Linked DNA regions of Alosa sapidissima: region 1 is linked to region 2. The links are chromatin contacts, called in public Hi-C maps. All regions are on one chromosome and are shown on one strand. The core of a region is the stretch at or near the end of the contact, and the rest is flanking DNA. Distances in the headings are between cores, read along the strand shown.

Region 1 (5,289 bases), core at 1,274-3,773, 150 kb after region 2:
CGCTAATGTTTAAGGGGCGCTTTATTATTCCGTCAGGCAGTTCAATTCATAAAACAAATGGCGAGTTAATTGGTCTTATTTTGAGCCAAAGCGTTCCAAACGGCAGCAGCCAACTATGTGTTACAGCAGTCTTTCTCCGAGACAAGTCATCCCGTTCCTCTCCACGTCCCTGCGCCCTAAAACAAGTTGTCCTTCCAGCGCTGTGATCCTCACAATAAATAATATCCTAAAACCCTACACACGGGTCCTGAATTCCTTTATATGCTTGCCACTAGCGAAACAAAACACTCACAAATTCTCTGTACAAACTGATGACAAATTTGATTAGTTATTTCAAGTTACTCCAAATAACTAAATGAAATGGGCTCCTAGTAATTAATTGCTCACTAACGTTTTTCCGAATATGCCTTTTGCGTTTGGTTTCCACGTTTCAGTCCGTTTATTTCCTAAACAGTAGGCTAGTATTTATGTATCTCTCTCTAAAAACGTGACAACTCGACAATCATGTGTAAGACAGAGCTGCATAAACAATAGAAATACATTTTGACCTCACGCCTGTGTTCGATAACAGCCCCATAACATTTACTTTATATTGCAGTTATGCACAGTTACCTAGGCCTTGGCATGCTACTTATATTTTTTATAATAAACAAAGTGAAGCGCCTGCGGGGAGGAGAAGGGCGTCCTCACATAAGGAGTTTTTTGTTTTTGATGACGCGTGACGAAGCGCACTAGCTGCACCAGGCTGCCGCTTATCCACCTCGGAGCGCACGTGTGAGTCCTATATGCCCCCTGTATCACGCCCTCACAAGGCCCGTTTCCATTCAGAATTCCTGGCTCTTAATGCTGACTTCAAAGTATATGCAGAAAACGGCATTTTTCTGGGTTGGACGCTAAGTTTATATACACACAGAGAGATAGTTGGGCTACTCAGTGTAGGTCACAGTGGACCTGTTGTTTTTAACGGTCCCTAGGCTTACCAAACCCACACAATTGCCCGAGGTGTAAGAAAAGGCAGATACTTACTCTCGGCCGGGTAGAAAGGCTGCATATCAATTTTGTGCACCTCCTTTGCGTAGTACTCCTCCTCGCTGCGCTGACGCTCGCAGGTCGCTGCCCGCTCGTTGGCTTTCTCATTCAGCAGGTCCCGGGTGCTGTTATAGATTGCAATGATGTCCCGGGACACCTCCTCGGGCTCGGGGTAAGTCTCCGGCGGGCTAGTCAGCTTGAGTTTGCTCAGGATCTGCCCTCGAATAGCTTGGATCCGCTTTTTCATGAACTGGTCCATGTCCAGCGTACTACATGTGGACAGGCTGAGGGCAACAGTGGCTAAATCCAGGGTCAGAAGGAGACTCAGGACGCAGAAGTTCATCTTTAACTCTCCAAACGGTCTACAAAGCAGCAGCGTCTTGATTCTACAAAAACTGATTTTGGTGACGTGTTACTACTGACACTTCTTAAATTAAATATAAGGATATACTCATTTCGACGTGTACTAAATAAAAACAAACTATAAAATATATTCTCTCGTGATTCCCTTTGTTAGTTATTTAAACCCTTTTCGTTTCGCTAATGTCACTAATACTTTGTATATTATGGATCAACCTCAAGCTCTATAGTTTAAATTATACCTGAAAATCCATTCAACCAGCAAAAATCAAAGTCGTGAAATGATCTGTAAAATCCGTTAGGTACGAGATGAATAGCTGAACGCCGAAGTCGTATCCTCACTTCACAAAACCTGATCACTTCATAGTGACCTTACACTAATGTCACAGAAAAGTTTCTAATGTCAGGCTTATGGCATAGACCGAACTGTGACCATAAAATGCCCCGGCAAACTCGATCTAACTCACAAGCAAAACAAACCACAACCGACTAGGTCGCAATCTCCAGTAGCTGGACACAGACACGCAGCCTGCGGGTTAGCGCACACCTCCACCGCATCAGAGCACCCAAAGCTGTCCAACTGCGCCCAGTTCCGCACTCCACTCCACTCCACACAAGCCTGCCTTTCACTTCCCTCAGCAGATAGACTCCCACGGCTCCTCACGCGGAACTGTGCATCGCCGTGTCCCAGAACACACCGTAGCTTACAGTCTGTTTTAAAGTTGCCCCGTCCTGGCGCACGGAGGGTGTCGAGTACAAAACTTAATAAAACTGTTAGCGCTCAAACGTTTAGGTATGAAGGTAGCAACTGGTGGAGGGACCGAGATGATAGATGTCAAAATGACTACTAAAGGAGCAGGGGAAATTGTATTTTCCCTTCAGTGCAACGGAAGAGCTTTAGCGCGTTCCTACATCCCCTTCTACGTGAAAACAAATGAGAAAGTCGCAGTCCCTCCGTGGTCCGTGCGAGCGCGTGCCAGTACACAACATCAACAGGCGGTCGGTTGCAGGGAGATTTATAAGGGACTAGCTTCACCACGTGCTCCCCCACGTTTCAAACTGAGGCTGTGGTCATCACTTTCATACCGGGGGACTCCTTCAACTTTAAGCTACAAGGCAATTTATTGTAAATATTTCGGTGTGCCCATCGGGACAGTGTAACGAGTAACAACTCCATTCTCTGCAACTGGGTCCTAAAGCTAGCCGAATAGGTGACGTGTTGTTAATTTGTGTCAAGTCCAACGTGTGTCATAAGCAGCCTTTACTGACGCACGTCAATAAATGTATTACACGTGTTTAACTCGTGGGGTTAAAATCCATGACGGAGAACTATAAATATAGGCTACATTCAGTCACAGTTTTGTTATTCAATTGGTTAACTTTGTTATCAGCTCGGAGTAAAAGAGAATGTCTTTAAAACATTTTTTGTATGGTAGAAAGGAATGCTGAGGAACGGAAATACATTCGAATGCGAGATTTATCAGGCAGCGAGAAGAGGTCAGCCTCCCGTTTTCTCCCAGGCTTCTCAGAAGAACTTGGAAAGAAGACAGGTTTCTGCAGTAGCACATTTCCCCTGATGGAACAGGGAATGGTGTAGCAGCTTTGGCAGTTAGACTTTACATTAAAACGGGGAGAGGGGGGGGGGGCTTCAGGTCCTATGTACAGTAGGTGTCAGGTCATGGCTCTGTTGTATTTCCCTCCAAACACCCACCACCTCAGTAAAGTTAGTGTTAGTGCCAGGAGTAATCACTCTCCTCTACTCTTTTCTTCTGTCCTCCTCTCCTCTCCCACCATCCTGTCACCCAGAGTGCAAGCAAGTGTGATTTACGCTATACCACTCCTGAGAAAATCCCCAAATTTTTCTCATCATTTGCCAAAAGATTTTTTTTCATCTACTTTTCTCAAACACCACCAATGCATCCTCAACCCCCACCACCAGCAGCAATCTATCACCAGTGACAGGCTCTCAGAAACTCGCTGACCCACCAGCACACTGGTGTAAACCAGATGTTGTCACTAAATCAGTGCCCACGCAGACAGATGCAAGACAACAGGGCGAGTGTGTGTGTGTGTGAGACAGAGAGTGTGTGTGTGTGTGTGTTGGAGGGGGGGGGGGGGGGTGGAAAAGGTATCTCCCCAGCTTTGGCTAAAGTGATGCATTATGTGTCACCACATGTGGTGGTGGTGCTACTGGGTCTCCCCTTCAGTGACCCCAGCCTTTGTCTTCAGTAACATCTCGTTCTGGGGCACATACGGCCCAAAGCTGGCCAGGATCTGGGCCGATTTCAGACACTGTCCAGTCCAGGCGTAATTGGCCTCAGCGTCACAGGAGAGGGTCCAAGACTCTACTGTGGGAAGAAGGCTGCTGAGAAAGTGAGCAAGTGTGAGACATAGAGCTAAAGAAGGGTGGTGGTGGTGTGTGTGTGTGTGTGTGTGTGTGTGTGTGTGGGGGGGGGGGGGGGTGGGGGGAGGTGGACAGCGAAGACACATTCTCCGTCCGTGTGTCAACAGAGTCAGGAGAGAGCTGGCATTCCTCAGTGACAGGCCACAGTGTTGCAATGACGGATGGGCACTTCACGTGGCGGAGGCTGCCTGGCGGTCCAGTTACAGCCATGTTCCACCTCACAGCGATAAGGAGCTTCGCAAATATCTCAACTCTTTGCGTGTGTGTGTGTGTGTGTGTGTGTGTGTGTGTGTGTGTGTGGGTTGGTTGGTCTGGGAAAAGGATGGGAAGGTGCAACGAAATGTAAAAACGGCTGTAAGAAACAAGGAAGGAAACGGCGGCAAACACCAAGATGGCCGTCGAAACAAAGGTCACCCGAAGAGTGCTGCTGTCCCCATGGCGACCAACCGCAGGGAGGCATTCAGCATCTGGGCTGCACAGCTCGTAATCTGGAGACGCTGTGTTTACCTGCGTCCACACAAGAAACATGGCTCCCATCATTCCATTGGGCAGTTGTACAATTGCATAGTTACTGTTATTTGCTTGCGTAGACAGGCCTATTCTCTGCCCCCTGTGAGTAGCACTTCAGTATATGAGAGGCACACAGTGATCAACTGAGAGGTCAGGCAAGACACACACATGTCATCCTGTCGCTCCTCTGGCATCTTTAAGGCAAATCCCTTTTCTCTCTCTTTTATGAGACAACAGCACCTCCCTGTGGCCATTCAGGTCAAATATGAGGCTAACGTGCCTATGATGGATGAGTGTATCACAAGGCTTTTTGGACAGAATGATCACAGTAGGCTATGATATGTGCTTTGGTTCCAGTAGAAGCATCCATTTGTAGTTTAGGACCTCTTAAACAGAACACAACAGCGCTGTAAGGGACTTAATATACTTAATATTTGAACCAAACATGCAACAAAACACATCATAGAGCTCACCCCTCTCTTCAGTGGTCATCAAGAAACCCCACACAGGGTTTTGTTTTGGTTTGGGAGGACAGGTTTACTCCACTATGTTTGTGTCCGAAGAGTTTTTTCTTTTTTTTTTATCTTTATTTACAGTGTGTACAGAGATTGGACCGCAAGGAGAAATTAGCTGAATGTAACAAATTGTATTGGTTAGAAATTGCTTAGAATCGCTTACTATACTTCCAAAGCCTTTCTGTACCTGAAGTTATCAGGTCATTATAAATAATGACCTGATAGTCTATTTTCAGATCCTACATAACCCAGCCCACACCTGAATTCAGGCACGGTGCCTGAGAACTTTAAGCTCTATATAAAGCCACTACAAAGTACATTGGCAATGACATTTTTAATTTATAATAAAACTGATTCATTGGAATGCACAGATTCTCCTCCATGTCTCGTGTCATGCACCCAACACTTCTAAGGGTAATTATTAAGTATGAGAGGGTAGTTGTGCAAATTATTCTCTTATCAATAAATGTT
Region 2 (4,983 bases), core at 1,912-4,411:
TCAGCACGGCGATGGCGAAGGTGGCGAACAGGCCCATGCAGCCGGCGAACTTCCAGAAGCTCAGGTTCGCCGACCTCATGAGGGCAAAGGTCATGACGAGGACCAGCGCGAGCAGAACCACGAAGACAAAGCGGTAGTCCCCGTACCCGAACAGCCCGAGGCCCGTTGTCACGGTCGCCGTCACCGTCATCGGGATGCCCGAGAACGCCAGCAGGTCCGCGTACTGGGCCATCGCCTTGGTGACGCGCTCAGAGACTCTCCTTTGTTCCGTCTCCAGCACCGTCCGCTCCCTCTCCTCCCTCTCGGCCTCCTTCCTCTCCCGCCACTGCGTCTCCCAGACGGCCCGATGCTGCTGCGCGGCGTCCCCGTCTCCGGCGCCCTCCTCCAGCATCGTTATCCTCTGCTCCATCTCCACGGTGACCCTCTGCCTCTGCTCAACCACTGCCGCCTCCTGCCGCCTCCGCTCCCTCTCCCTGTCCTCCTCGCTGGGATCCAGAAGCCCGCAGCAGAGCCGCTCCCCTTCCCCGAGCCGCAAGAGGGCCGCACGCAGGAATGGCGTCAGCAGGGCTAACGCCACCAGTCCCCCCAGCAGTCCAGCCGTCACGGAGGCCTGTGCGAGCATCTCGATCCCGACCCCGAGTGTCGCTCCGCTGGCCGTCGCCCCGACAGCAGAGGCGAGCCCGGAGGTTACCCACGCGAGCACCCTGACTCCCAGGGACCCGTCTCTGCGTCCCCTCACTCTGAGTAGCCTCAGAGTCACCAGGGACGCCATCGTCACTCCCGTCACGGCTGACACCACGGCGGCGGAGAGGGCTGTGGCCCCGAGGAGCGTCCCGACACCCAGGGGCCCCACGTCTCCCACGGCCTCCGTCACCACCTTCAGGTGTGGCCCAGAAGTCAGCTCCGCCATCGCCTGGTTCATGGGTCCCTCCGTGGCTCCCAGGGCACAGCCAGCGATCGCACCCAGGATGAAGCCCACAGCAGTCTCCATCACTGGGCTACCTGCCTCTGAAACAGCAAGAGGAGAAGAGCAATGAGGTGCCTGCATGCATGTGTCATGCACTGCATTCACTGTCTCCCATGAGCTAACATGGCTGTGTGCATGGTACTGAAATACCAATGCAGTCAGAATAAGACAGCCAAAGAGAAAAGAGGGGAGGAGACATACATACATACAAGAATACACTTGCAGGAGAAACAGAAAGACAGCCTGAACACATGAAGGAATAGTTCTGTATTTGCATGGTGACATCTGTGAAGTAAGCACAGGATAGAACAAAGATAGGGAAAGAAGAGTATATGAAATGAGATAAAGTGTTCGCTAGTTCCATAGAAATGAGGAGGATTAGGATAAAGGAGAAGTCCCTTTCCTTATCAACGTTGATAACACTTAGGAATGTTCTAGAGCTACATGCCTTGATAGTAGCACTACATGCACCTGGCACTGTGGGGAATCTGATAGGCCTTGGCCTGCCCTCTTCCACTTCCCTAACTTCCGCCGAATTATAAATACAGACAGATACACTCACAAAAAACATCATAAAAGGAGGAAGGCACCCAGTATCACATACAGACACTGGGTTGCTTTCCACAGTGAAGCCGGAAAAACAACAGAGTGGTGTACCTGAAAAGTGGTGTATCTGAAGATGGCAGAGGACACATACATAAATGTTGACCCACTCTGTGTCCAGGGCCAAACACCAAGAGGAGATAGGCAGCAACAAGGCCGTCACGGGACGTGGACCTGCTTCTTGCTGTGGGCTTCACGGTCATGTGCATGAGTATCTTCCTACGATTACTTCCTACATTACATGAGCTCCACCAAGGAGGACAATTTAAAGGCACACATCAGCAACCTGACCAACATGATATCTGCTCAAATTGACCAGCTGAAGGCAGAATTAAACAATCTGACCAACATGAAGGCTGCTGAGATAGAGCAGCTAAAGGCAAACGGGAATAGCTGCGTCAAAGAGAGAGACCAGCTACTTAAGGACAAGCAGGAGCTTGAGACAAAGCTTTGTCGGATGGAGGGTTCATGTGAAGGATAGGTCGGCTTCAAGACCAGAACCTACTACGTGTCTACAGAGCAGAAGTCCTGGACTGAGAGTAGACAGGACTGTAAGGACAGAGGCTGTGACCTGGTGGTCATCAACAGCGAAGACGAACAGAGGTTCCTGCACAGCCTCCATGGATTGGTCTGTCTGACCAGGAGGCTGATAGGGTCTTTCATTGGGTGGATGGTAAACCTATAACAGCCTACCCTGTCTATTGGGGAGTTTATCAGCCAACTTATGAAGATGAACTGTGTGTTGTGATCTACAGGTTTTATGCGCATCCGGACAGTTGGTATGATAGACCCTGTGAAGAATCATTCTATTGGATATGTGAGAAGCATTGTTTCCTTCTGTGATCTTTCAGCGAATAACACATTAGTGTACTCATTTATTTTCTGAAGTCAGTAAACAGTGAGTGAATTCATAATTATATCTGTAAATAGGTCTATGCTTAGGCTACTGCAGAAATTCGTGCTTTATTATTCAGGCTTAATGATTATTGTAGTCGCATTGCTACTAAAAGTGTAATGTCACAAAAATAAATTGTGTGGGAAAAGTTTCCTTTATTTACGTAAACTTCTAGCTGGTGAACCAAAACGTGCTTATCCAGTTGGACAAGTTTCAGTGGTGAAATGATATAGATCAGTTGCACTTTCTCACTCACGTGAACTGCAGTAGAAGGGCTTGGAAAATACAAAATTCAGCAAATAACAGAATAGGCTGTTCTAGTAGCCTAAGCCTACTGCCATATTTTCAAAACAGCTATAGGCCTGCAGTATTATCTAAGTTTAATGTAGCCTATAATAGGCGACCACAAAGGACAAAGCAACACAACAGCAAATCAGTACAGAAAAAAAGGAAAACAAAGTAGCGATTATTAATGTGTCACACACTGGCACTAACTAGCTGGCTACAGCCGGCAAATGTAAGGCGCGTTTTGTTTTCTATTCTTACTGTTTGGTGGCGAAGCCATGGTAACGATCCCAAGCACCTCGCACCTTGTTCGAGTGTGAGGTTCGCTCTCCTCGAGCGCTCCGCCTGCAGCTGAGACTGTTGCTGAGATGGCACCGAGAGGCAGGTGAATCTCGCCCTAACCTACTGCACTCGTAGGCTAAAACATGAGCTGCTGGGACACACCTCTTACCAGAGCTGAAACTTCCGCCAGTATCACTCCGATCGTGTCTGACTCTGATCAGAGAGAGCACTCGACGTCACACACCCTGTTTAGGCTATCCGTTTACTAGTGTGATCTCTCTGCACACATCCTGGGAGAGATCTCTGCACACATCCAAGGATTCACGTAAGGAATATAAATTAAGTTTTAACGTTTTACAAAAATACTACTTTTTCTTCAGCCTACACATATTTGGTTATTCTTTCATATTAAAGGCAATTAATTTCCCTTTCAGTCTTTCCACTTGCCACCAGACCTGCTGAAACATCTAGAGGCTGAACAAATGTCATTAAAAAATCATTATCCCATTAGCCTATTCCTATAGAACATAAGGTAGCCAAACTCTCATTGCCTCAATCAGGATAAAATGGCCTCAGTCAGGCTAAAACTAATCACTATTAACCTCAAAATTATTAATCTCATCCATTCTACATGTTAATTTATAACCTGCTTAGCTCACATGCATGCACCACATTTAAATCAATACTGGACTTGATGTTTTACTTAGAGAGTTGGAGATTTGTATCATAACTGGTCAAACCACAATGCACACACACAGAGCCTTGAGGGGAGACCTGTGGCTGAGGCGAGGCTGTCATGTCATGTGGCGCCGGAGCCCACATCTCTACACTGCAGACTCACTCCTCCTGTTGCTCCAGGACATGACTCATAAAGAGCTTCATCAGATCTGCACCAGGTTCGATCAGAAATCATTCAGAAATTCGTCACAAATCATTACTTCCTTCTGCTGTCATAAAAGAAAAGTTGTGCACATAAAATATAAGGTTGTAATGCAGTATAGAATAAAACTGTAAACAATTAAATGATCAGAGATCAATGATGGCATGCTGTTTGTGGAACATATACCTCTTAGGCTCATTTGACTACCAATGGTATAGTGTTCACGCTTTTGTTCTGGAAAGTAGTCTACACAAACCTGAACCAACTAGCGCTGGGGTACTTCAAGGAGAATTCCGGCATTTTTTTTCGCGTAGATCTCTGTTTCTCAAGGTCACCGAGTACTGTCGGTACAAAAAACAGAAACAATTGGTTCTACCTAGCTCGAGTTGCTGCAGCCAACAGCTAGAGCTGCTAGGCAGCTACAGTGCTACGCTTTGGGGGGCATGAACATAGGGGCTCATGAACTTGTGCCTGGAGTGTAGCTCTGTTGGCACAAAGTACTTTGGTTGCATGGCCTGCAATCAGAAATACTAGAACAGAACATGTGGTAGAAAAACAGGAAGTACCCTTCGTACCCTTCTAATCCCTCTAACCTAAGAGAGCAAAACGCCAACTCCCCTTCAGTATATACTGGTAATTTCCAGTTTGTATAGGTGTTGAACTCATTGTAGTCATTCCTCTGAGACCTCTGCAGTTCAGCGGAGGGTGAAATGGCCAGTTTTTGTGAGGCACTTCAGTGGGAGGGAAACGTACACACACCTTACTCTCAGCTTTATCACTCATGCACACACACACGCACACACACACACACACACACACACACACACTGTGACATAGCCATCACACACCTGCAGTTGTATAGACACATGCAAAACAGAGGTTTTGACCTTGTGAAACCAGTCCAGTGAAGACCTTCATGGGGCTACAGCCCTGTGGCACATTTTGATAAGTCTTTGGGAACATGTCTGTGTGTGGATATCTTTTTAATTTCCACTATCTGAATCAGACATGAACCATTAGACTTGAAGCAATCTGAAGATTTACTTTAATTTTAGGTTTGTAATGTGGTCT

What was found. A called contact is a pair of places that touch in the nucleus more often than the background predicts.
Region 1: a Hi-C map of muscle shows a contact between it and region 2, with 9 times the contacts expected there. The contact joins the promoter of tgfb2 here to the promoter of LOC121721281 in region 2. A contact is called at or near these places in 2 of 2 Hi-C or Micro-C datasets (both in muscle).

What each region holds. Positions count from the first base shown.
Region 1 is chr10:26,626,831-26,632,119 of fAloSap1.pri, forward strand. tgfb2 (transforming growth factor beta-2 proprotein) reads right to left here and starts at 2,524. Exons shown (of 8, transcript XM_042106960.1): 1 at 1,027-2,524. The coding sequence starts at 1,372.
Region 2 is chr10:26,479,837-26,484,819 of fAloSap1.pri, forward strand. It overlaps LOC121721281, which reads right to left and starts at 3,162. Exons shown (of 2, transcript XM_042108083.1): 1 at 3,012-3,162; 2 at 1-1,008. The coding sequence starts at 3,030.